Regions from separate parts of the Bicyclus anynana genome. Here region 2 is linked to region 1. Evidence: chromatin contacts called from public Hi-C data. All regions are on one chromosome and are shown on one strand. The core of a region is the stretch at or near the end of the contact, and the rest is flanking DNA. Distances in the headings are between cores, read along the strand shown. Region 1 holds the start of LOC112051512 (serine/threonine-protein kinase N). Region 2 holds the start of LOC112050501 (charged multivesicular body protein 6-A).

The links. Hi-C and Micro-C count contacts between places; a contact is called where the count stands out from the background.
Region 2: a contact with region 1 is called in a Hi-C map of whole body, with 4 times the contacts expected there. The contact joins the promoter of LOC112050501 here to the promoter of LOC112051512 in region 1. A contact is called at or near these places in 2 of 2 Hi-C or Micro-C datasets (whole body and whole larva).

Annotation. Positions count from the first base shown.
Region 1 is chr11:11,852,822-11,856,984 of ilBicAnyn1.1, reverse strand. LOC112051512 (serine/threonine-protein kinase N) reads left to right here and starts at 2,267. Exons shown (of 2, transcript XM_024090184.2): 1 at 2,267-3,807. The coding sequence starts at 2,519. It overlaps LOC112051518 (glucose-induced degradation protein 4 homolog), which reads right to left and starts at 538. Exons shown (of 4, transcript XM_024090190.2): 1 at 294-538; 2 at 1-73. The coding sequence starts at 440.
Region 2 is chr11:12,234,214-12,238,376 of ilBicAnyn1.1, reverse strand. It overlaps LOC112050501 (charged multivesicular body protein 6-A), which reads left to right and starts at 2,177. Exons shown (of 2, transcript XM_024088775.2): 1 at 2,177-2,716; 2 at 3,511-3,889. The coding sequence starts at 2,414. The coding sequence ends at 3,828. It overlaps LOC112050499 (luc7-like protein 3), which reads left to right. Exons shown (of 9, transcript XM_052884226.1): 9 at 1-353.

The sequences.
Region 1 (4,163 bases), core at 1,018-3,517:
ATGTCGGAAACTGTTCTGTTAGACCTTTAATTTTCAAATATCCACAAAGGTATGAATTTTCTTCGTCGACATGCTGTAAATAATTCCGAATTATTAGTCACAAAATACTAGAAGTAGGTTAATATGAACTTATTATCAAAATTTCGGTAGCCAACCTTATTCTGTGAGAAAATCACATGTAATTTATTCTTAATAGAGACAGAAAGAAACTTAGCAACAAAATATTCTAGAAGATTCCAAAAATAACACTCTACAAACGTATTTTCACTATTTGCGTACTTTGTTTTACTAACCTGCAACACAACTTCGACCTCATAAGAATTTCCTTTAGACTTCTGGTGCCCTTGAAATTTGGAACCGTTGTACAGAAGAGATTTCGTAACGCCAGGTTGTTTTGAGTTTGCTGGCGGTGGAGGAGTAATATCAACCTTCACTGGCATTATTTTCCATTAAAAAGATGACCCAGCTATCGGAGAAGAGATAGTGTTAATGTTATTGACTTTGACAGACGTAAGGTAAGACGAGTGCACGACGAGTGACAACGTGACAACAGAGTATATCCATCGCCATCCATCCCACGGGACAGACATACACAAAGAATCTATTACTCCATGATTCAGCACAGCACGACGATGAGGACCGATGGGCAGGGCCTCAGCCCATTATTAATGGTCTAAGGGCAGGGCACATAATCTCAGACCAATTACTTGTCTGAGGCATCAGGAGGCATCCTAAATCCTTTGACAGATACATTTTTTATTGTAGTAATAAAAATCACAAAAACTCATAGATTTACGATTCGGTACAAGTACATTTAATTCTATGCAGAAACTACATTTCTGAACAAATAACATTGTACTCAAACCAAGATATAATAATTATTTATTGAAATTCTGTAAAAAAAATACAAGAAGTGAAAAGCTACTCATTAAATTTAAATAGAGGACAAAGGTATATAATTGGTCTGATCCTCCTTGGATCTCCGTGAAGATATTTCTTTTGGGTCTGATTTTAAATATCTCTAAAGTATATTCTGTGGCTGTACAGCAGTATAAATTCTTTGGACTACAATATCCGACCATGATCAGACTTAAACTAGAAGTTGACCGTTTTTTATGCCATTTAACTTTTATGAAAACGATTTCAACAATGAAATATCGATTCTTTATCAATAGTTTATAAATCACGTTAGCTCGTTGATTCTCGATCTTTACAGAGGGGTAACTTCTAGCGAGTCAGGTCCTTTTGTAATTGATCTGAGGAATATTCCCATGCTGTCTACATGATTTTTGATTTGAATAGTGATGAGAAATGAGAAGGATGTGAGCAACCAGCTAAGTTTGATCATGGATATCCTTTCATGGGAGCCAAGCGTTGAATACATGATTGCAACGCCCGCATGCAACTGCATCGATCTCAATAGTGATCTACGCAAGCGCAGTGCCCACCGCCCAAAGATGTATCTAAATTCCCTTCCAGGTCATTAAGAACCAATTAATGCCTCTGGCCACGGGCGCTCTGTAGTTTTTAAGCGATAGCGACTTACTTATAGACATCTCCCTATATAGTACAATATATGGAACACCTCTCGAAAACTTATTTTGAGAGAGCCGTCACCCAGCCCAACCTTTTAACTTGGAATTATAACCCTGGTTTCAACGCCGATTGTAGATCTAGACGTCCAAAAAACGTCCTTTATGATCCAAGACCACATAACGATTGAGAACGCATCCCAGGCTACACCTTGTCTTCGCCGGCGAAAACGAAGTCCTCACCTTCGTACGTGATCTTTTTAACTTACGATCTCGGAGGCGCCTGATACTCAGGCCAAAATACCCTTTCAGAACGGCCATAACCGGCAAAGACGTACCGCCAAGCGATTTAGCGTTCCGGTACGATGCCGTGTAGAAACCGAAAGGGATGTGGATTTTCATCCTCCTCCTAACAAGTTAGCCCACTTCCATCTTAGACTGTGTCATCACTTACCATCAGGTGAGATTGTAGTCAAGGGCTAACTTGTAAAGAATAAAAAAAAAATCTTCTTGTGCTTGGGCCCCATAGGCCATACTTCTGCGTTCGTCCAAAACCCCCGGTACCTACAAAATCAGAAATAAAATCTCGCCTGCAAGTGGAACGGTAAAAACTGGTCGTGACCATTATCATTATGATCGCTTAGTGGAACGTAGTCATAGCCCATAATGTAACACTATGGTCTATTTTCTAGCCTGTGGTGTAGATCCATTATCTTTGTCTATGGTAGTCTTTGATCTTTCATCCACTTCCATCGTCTCTTGGTTTCGTTGACCGATCAACTTGTTTATAAATTGTTTTCTAATTTAATTTAATAAAAGAATTTTCTATGTATATACAACATGACTTATTATAAAATTGCAAAGTGTGTTTGTAATTTAGTTAGCAACATAGGCGCCTACGAGTTGTGATCAAAAAGCAATAGTAGTGATATTTTCTCACATAATTATGGTTAACTGACGTTAGAGTTAAGACTGCATCCTCAATTATGGCAGACCCAGGTTATTACCACAGTGATTATATTAGACTGGGTGTCAAGTACGGAATTAAGACTGAGTGTATTCCAGAAATAGCTTTGCCGTCTAAGTTGGAAGAACTCAAGGATGTCATACGTAGGGAGATACGTAAAGAACTCAAAATAAAGGAAGGCGCGGAAAAGCTACGCGAAGTCGCCACCGATCGAAAATCCTTGTCGGATGTAGCGAATATTGTGAAAAAAGCCAATTTAAAACTTAACGAGCTCAAGTCTGACTTGCAAGATTTGGAGTCGCAACTACTGCTATCACGCGGCCAGTCGACTCCAACGTCGCCGGAAGACTTGTCTTACGATGAGGAGATCATACTGGCATCCGAAGCGGCGCAGCAACAACGCCAACTGGGAGAAGGCACCACGGACCGTAAGTTGGCATCGCTGGAAAAGCAATTGAATATAGAGTTGAAAGTGAAACAAGGAGCCGAAAACATGATACAGAGCATCAGCAGTAGCAACCAGTCGCGCGATAAAAAGCTTCTCGCGGAGGCGCACCAGATGCTGGCAGACTCCAAGGATAAAATTGAATATCTTAAGCTGCGAATATCCAAATTGAGCAAGCAACAAAAAGGTGACAGTGCAAGTGCCAACGGAGATGGAAGAAACATTGACATGAGTGGAGTCGAGCCCCTGCTTGATGAACGGATCGCAGAGCTAAGGAACCGTCTGCGCATAGAGGCAGCTGTGGTAGAGGGCTCCAAAAACGCCATAAGACTCCTACAGAGTGACAAGAAGGTCACTGATAAGAAAGCTCTTCAAGAAGCCCAAACGAGTTTGCATGATTCAACTCAAAAGTTAGATTTGCTGCGCAGATCGTTAGACATGCGCCGCCAAGAACTCCCCGCCGAGAGTGCAGCATTTATAGAATTAGGGCATGAGTTGCGTAGCACTGGGTCTAGTCCCGGGTACACCAGCCTGACTGGTGCTGGGGGATCAAGAAGCCAGTTCATGTCCCCGGCTCCTATGATCAGTCCCTGTGTACAAGTGACGGGTACATTGGAAGTGAGGCTCATGGGTTGTCAAGACCTGCTAGAGGATGTGCCTGGCCGCAGCCGTCGGGATCCTCTGGCTAGTCCATCAGATTTGAAATCCTTTGTGAAAGGTGTTACTATTCGGAACTCAATCAAACACACATACAGCATAAAAGAAGACACCAGCAATGAAATTATGGCAGTTATGAAGTTGGATAACCACAATGTGGCTCAAACCAGTTGGAGACCTTGTTCTCAGCAGGCCTGGGATCAAAGGTAATCATTTCAATATACATACTTAGCTATAAAGTTAATCCTATTGTAGACCTTTTCTTACAGATTCTATATGGATAAAGAAAGGCTTGCAATTGACTATAGATAATTATATAATTATGCACTAAACTTTTATTCAGGTATTATAACCCTGCTGTGATATGGTTTTGTGAACTTTGCAGCCATTTGCCTTGTCTACACAGTGGACTACTCTCTCTAAAAAATAAATATACTCTGTGCATTAATAATTTAGATTACTTAGGTTCCAAAACGTTGGTATGAACTCGAAAGTTAATAAAACATAATTCATAGTTAATTCCAATTACCTCCAAATCCTCAATAGCTATACTAAAAAGACT
Region 2 (4,163 bases), core at 928-3,427, 380 kb before region 1:
CTCATTTTATGTAAATGTACTGTAAATATATTTATTTTTGTAATTAACTAGACCCTTTCAATCATTGTATTTTGTTCCACTGCAACAAAAGTGGTAACATTCTCGTTTTTAGCAAATGGATGGACTTTTCAGTTGCAAAACCAACAGAGGAAGATCCACATCGATGGAGGCGACTCAACCATAGACAATGAGGTACTTATCAAATTAAGAGAACAGCAGCAATGAAGAGGCAGAAGAATCGTTCGTTTATATCCGTCTCCTGGACGTCGTTTCCGAGGTGACCTAGTATATTTTACGTGTATAACGTTTTTTTATAATTCCACTTTGACGTTAGGCAAATGCATGTAAACAATTCTAATACAATAAAAATGAATTTGTTAAAATTCTACTTAGACTGTAAGTTTGTGTAAATGTAGTTCTTCAAATGTTTTATCTATGTGGACTTATTTTCTGTAATACCAGATTCGTCTAAGGAGTGATCATCAGGTATTTATCGATCTTTTATTTCGCTAAATGATATTGTGATTAATTTGTTGTGTATGAGTTAATAGTGTGAACTACGATAGATTATACTATAATGAAAAAAATATATACTGTTTTTATTTTATTGACCTCCCATAGCCTTTACCACATACATATTCCCACAGATTTGGAGGCTAAAAATGTGCTGATATCTATACCTACTTGTAATAAATGATGGTGATGATGATAAAGGGGATAAAGGGTGATTAGTGATGATGCCAAAAATGCAATAAGTAATTTTTTTTGTCTATCTGTCTATATGTTTGTTATAGAAATAAAAACTACTCGACGGATTTTAACGAAACTTTGTACTTTGTGATTCTTCATACTCCTGGGCAGGTTATAGTATACTTTTCATTACGCTACGATCAATGGAAGCAGAGCAGTTAAGGGCAAAATTGGGAAAACTAGAGAAGTTACTCCATTTTTACTGCGATACTACTGTAAGGGCTGGATTTAAAAAGTCTAAGGGCGGACGAAGTCGCGGGCGTCCGCTGATTGAAAATAATCTGTGATACCTTCGTCATTTTATAAAAGCTGAAAGTTTGTCTGCTCCTAACATTGGACTTTCATCCTCCTCCTAACAAGTTAGCCCGCTTTCAAGGGCCAACTTGTAAAGAATAAAAAAAAGAAAGCCACCTATGTAGCTGGGACCGTGGTGGCTTTGGGCGATAGCAGGTTTCAAGGAACCAGACCTTTATCCCTATATGTATGAAGTGTAGGTATTGTTTTTATATTTTTATTGGCCTATTAGGAGGAATGTTATCCTGATTCGCCAGACACTTGGCTCTACCTTTATAGCAAAAAAAAGGTTCTATTCATTTTACCCAGTGTTACCAACTCTCCAAAATATTTATCCCTAAAGTTTGTGTCAAAAACCCCTAAAATCGCCTTAATTATTGAGATGTCCCCCTAAAAATATAAATTCATAATAATTTAGAAATAATATGCTGTAATATGTTTCAAAAGTCTTATTTAATACAGACAAAATATTACGTCTTTATCTGAAGATTCAGATTTTTTGAATTCATAATCATGTTGACAATGAATAAATTTAACAATTTTTTTTTATTTGATGAAAATTGCCGCCAGTTGCCTCAGAGTGGTTGTAGAATAACGTATTATATATCGTTTTAAGTCGCTAGGTCAAGAAAGAAATATTAAAATTATCATCATTTTAAAAATATCGAAAAAGTAAAAAAATCCCTGAAAATACCCCTAAACATTTCAGACCCCTAAAAAAATCCCATTTCACTTATTTGCCCCCTAAATCTGGGGGGAAAACCCCTAAGTTGGGAACCCTGATTTTACCCTGTAACAATAATATAACAATAATAATTTTAGCTATGGATACCATAGATAAAAAACAATTTTTGGATTACCCATAGGCTTACGATTCTGTATTTACTGCCCAAAAATTGTTCGTACTCAATTTTATTACTAAAGTAGTCTGTACAGCCTATCAGCGACGTCACCGGGGGTAACGCATTTGATCTTTGACAGAAGGGTAACGGCTAGCGAGGCAGGTCCATTTCTGATTTCTCTGAGGAGATGTAAGACTACTCTATGAAGACTCTATGGCCCAGTTATTTGACGTTTCTGCTGCTGCTGTCTGACTATTTAGGCTGTGGTGGTAGCCTTTATTTTAATTTTGATGTCTGTGGGCCAGTTTAGAAAAAAATTAAAAAATATTTTTATTTGTTTGTTATCTTGGGTATCTATCTTTTAGTAAATTAATAAAAATAGTTACAACTTACAGTAGAAGAACAAAAATTTGTAATTTTTTTTGTCATAACACATTCCATAGACCGTCTATGTAATGTTTCTATTGTGTAAATATTGTTTCCAAAAATAACGTAAAACTGTAACTCATCTGACTAGGCTAAGCATAATGGGTGGATTATTTAGCAAAAGCAAAAAGCCTGTAAGTAGAGTAACAGAGCAGGATAAAGCCGTCCTGCAGCTCAAACAACAAAGAGATAAGCTGAAACAGTATCAGAAGAAAATAGAGCTGAACCTCGAAAGAGACAGGCAGTTAGCAAAGAAACTTTTATCGGAAGATAAACGCGACAAGGCGAAGTTACTTTTGAAAAAGAAAAAGTATCAAGAAAATCTTTTGCAGAATGCTGATATACAGCTGGAGAAATTAGAACAGCTTACACATGATTTAGAGTTCACACAAATTGAAGTACAGGTAAAAATAACTTAATTTCTTGTTAAAATCCCTTAACCGTCCCCTACCATCATAACTATTGTTGCTAAGCTTTACTTTACTTTATAAATCGCTATGTTTGACTATCTGTAACTTATCAGCCTTCACTGAACAATCGCCTTTATGCCTTCTCCATCTACTTGAGACTGGCAAGATAAACCGATGAAGAATTGAATTGAAATCACTATCTTCTTCTTTTTCCTAGCATGGTCCCACTTTGCCCAATCTTAAACATCCAACTTCTTCAGTTTGTTGGCTCTCAAGTCCTCATGTATGATGTCGAACAAGCGCTTTTTGGGGCAGCCTAGGATTGGTGAAACTACATTGATGCAGTAGTTTTTTGAGTTTTTCGTCAACAGAGAATGAGTTGGTGGAGAGATTTATTATCATCTCTTTGTTGTTATACCATTAATATGTGGAGTCTGCAAAATATGCAACCCTCTGCCTTTATATAAAATCATAATCATGACAACTCATTGAATTAATCCTCTTTGACATACTCCATTTCTTTAGGGGCTTTGTTTTATCTTATCTTTAGTCTATACTAATAATGTTTTTGTTTGATAGCACTTATCTCAGAAACTACTAATCTCTGGATCTACTGCACCGATTTTGAAAGTTCTTTTACTACCAAAAAGCCACTGTATTTATGAGTGTCATAATATATTTTATCCCCAATGAGAATGGGAACTACGCAGGTTATACTGTGGGATGCTACTAATAATTAAGGCAGATGGGATAGATGTAAATCAATTTACTAACAACTTTATTTTCAGGTGCTTGATGGCTTGAAGACTGGAAATATAGCTTTAAAGAAAGTTCATGATATCCTCAATATTGATGAAATAGAAAAGATATTGGATGAAACAAAAGAAGGCATTGAGAAACAGAGAGAAATAGATGAGCTAATTTCAGGACAATTGACTGAAGAAGATGATGAAGCAATTGAAGCTGAACTTAAAACAATTCTTGATGTCAAGCATGAACTGCCAGAGGTTCCTACTGATGAATTGCCTGAAGTGGTTGAGGAAAAGACACCAGAAAGACCTCAAAGAGTAAAATCTAGTTCAAAGAAAATTGCTGTTGAGGCTTAATAAAATATTTATTTTTTTATTCTATTGTATCAAAGTGTAATTAATATATTTTATTATTCCACTTTTTGTTCTTATTTCAAGAATGAACTTTTAATGAAATCAAAGGCTACTTTTTCTTCAATGACAGCCTTTGAGTGACTAGCCTGGATGTTAATCCTCAAATATCCGATTGAATAGGTATTTATTAATCACACCTAGGAATTGAACTCAGTACTTACCACAATTTTTATTGTATTACATTTTGGTTGACTGAAAACCACCCGCAGTGCTATTCTGTAACATATTTTTATAACTTTAGCGAGTTTCGAATTCACCCAGGAGCATAGTGAGCCCAT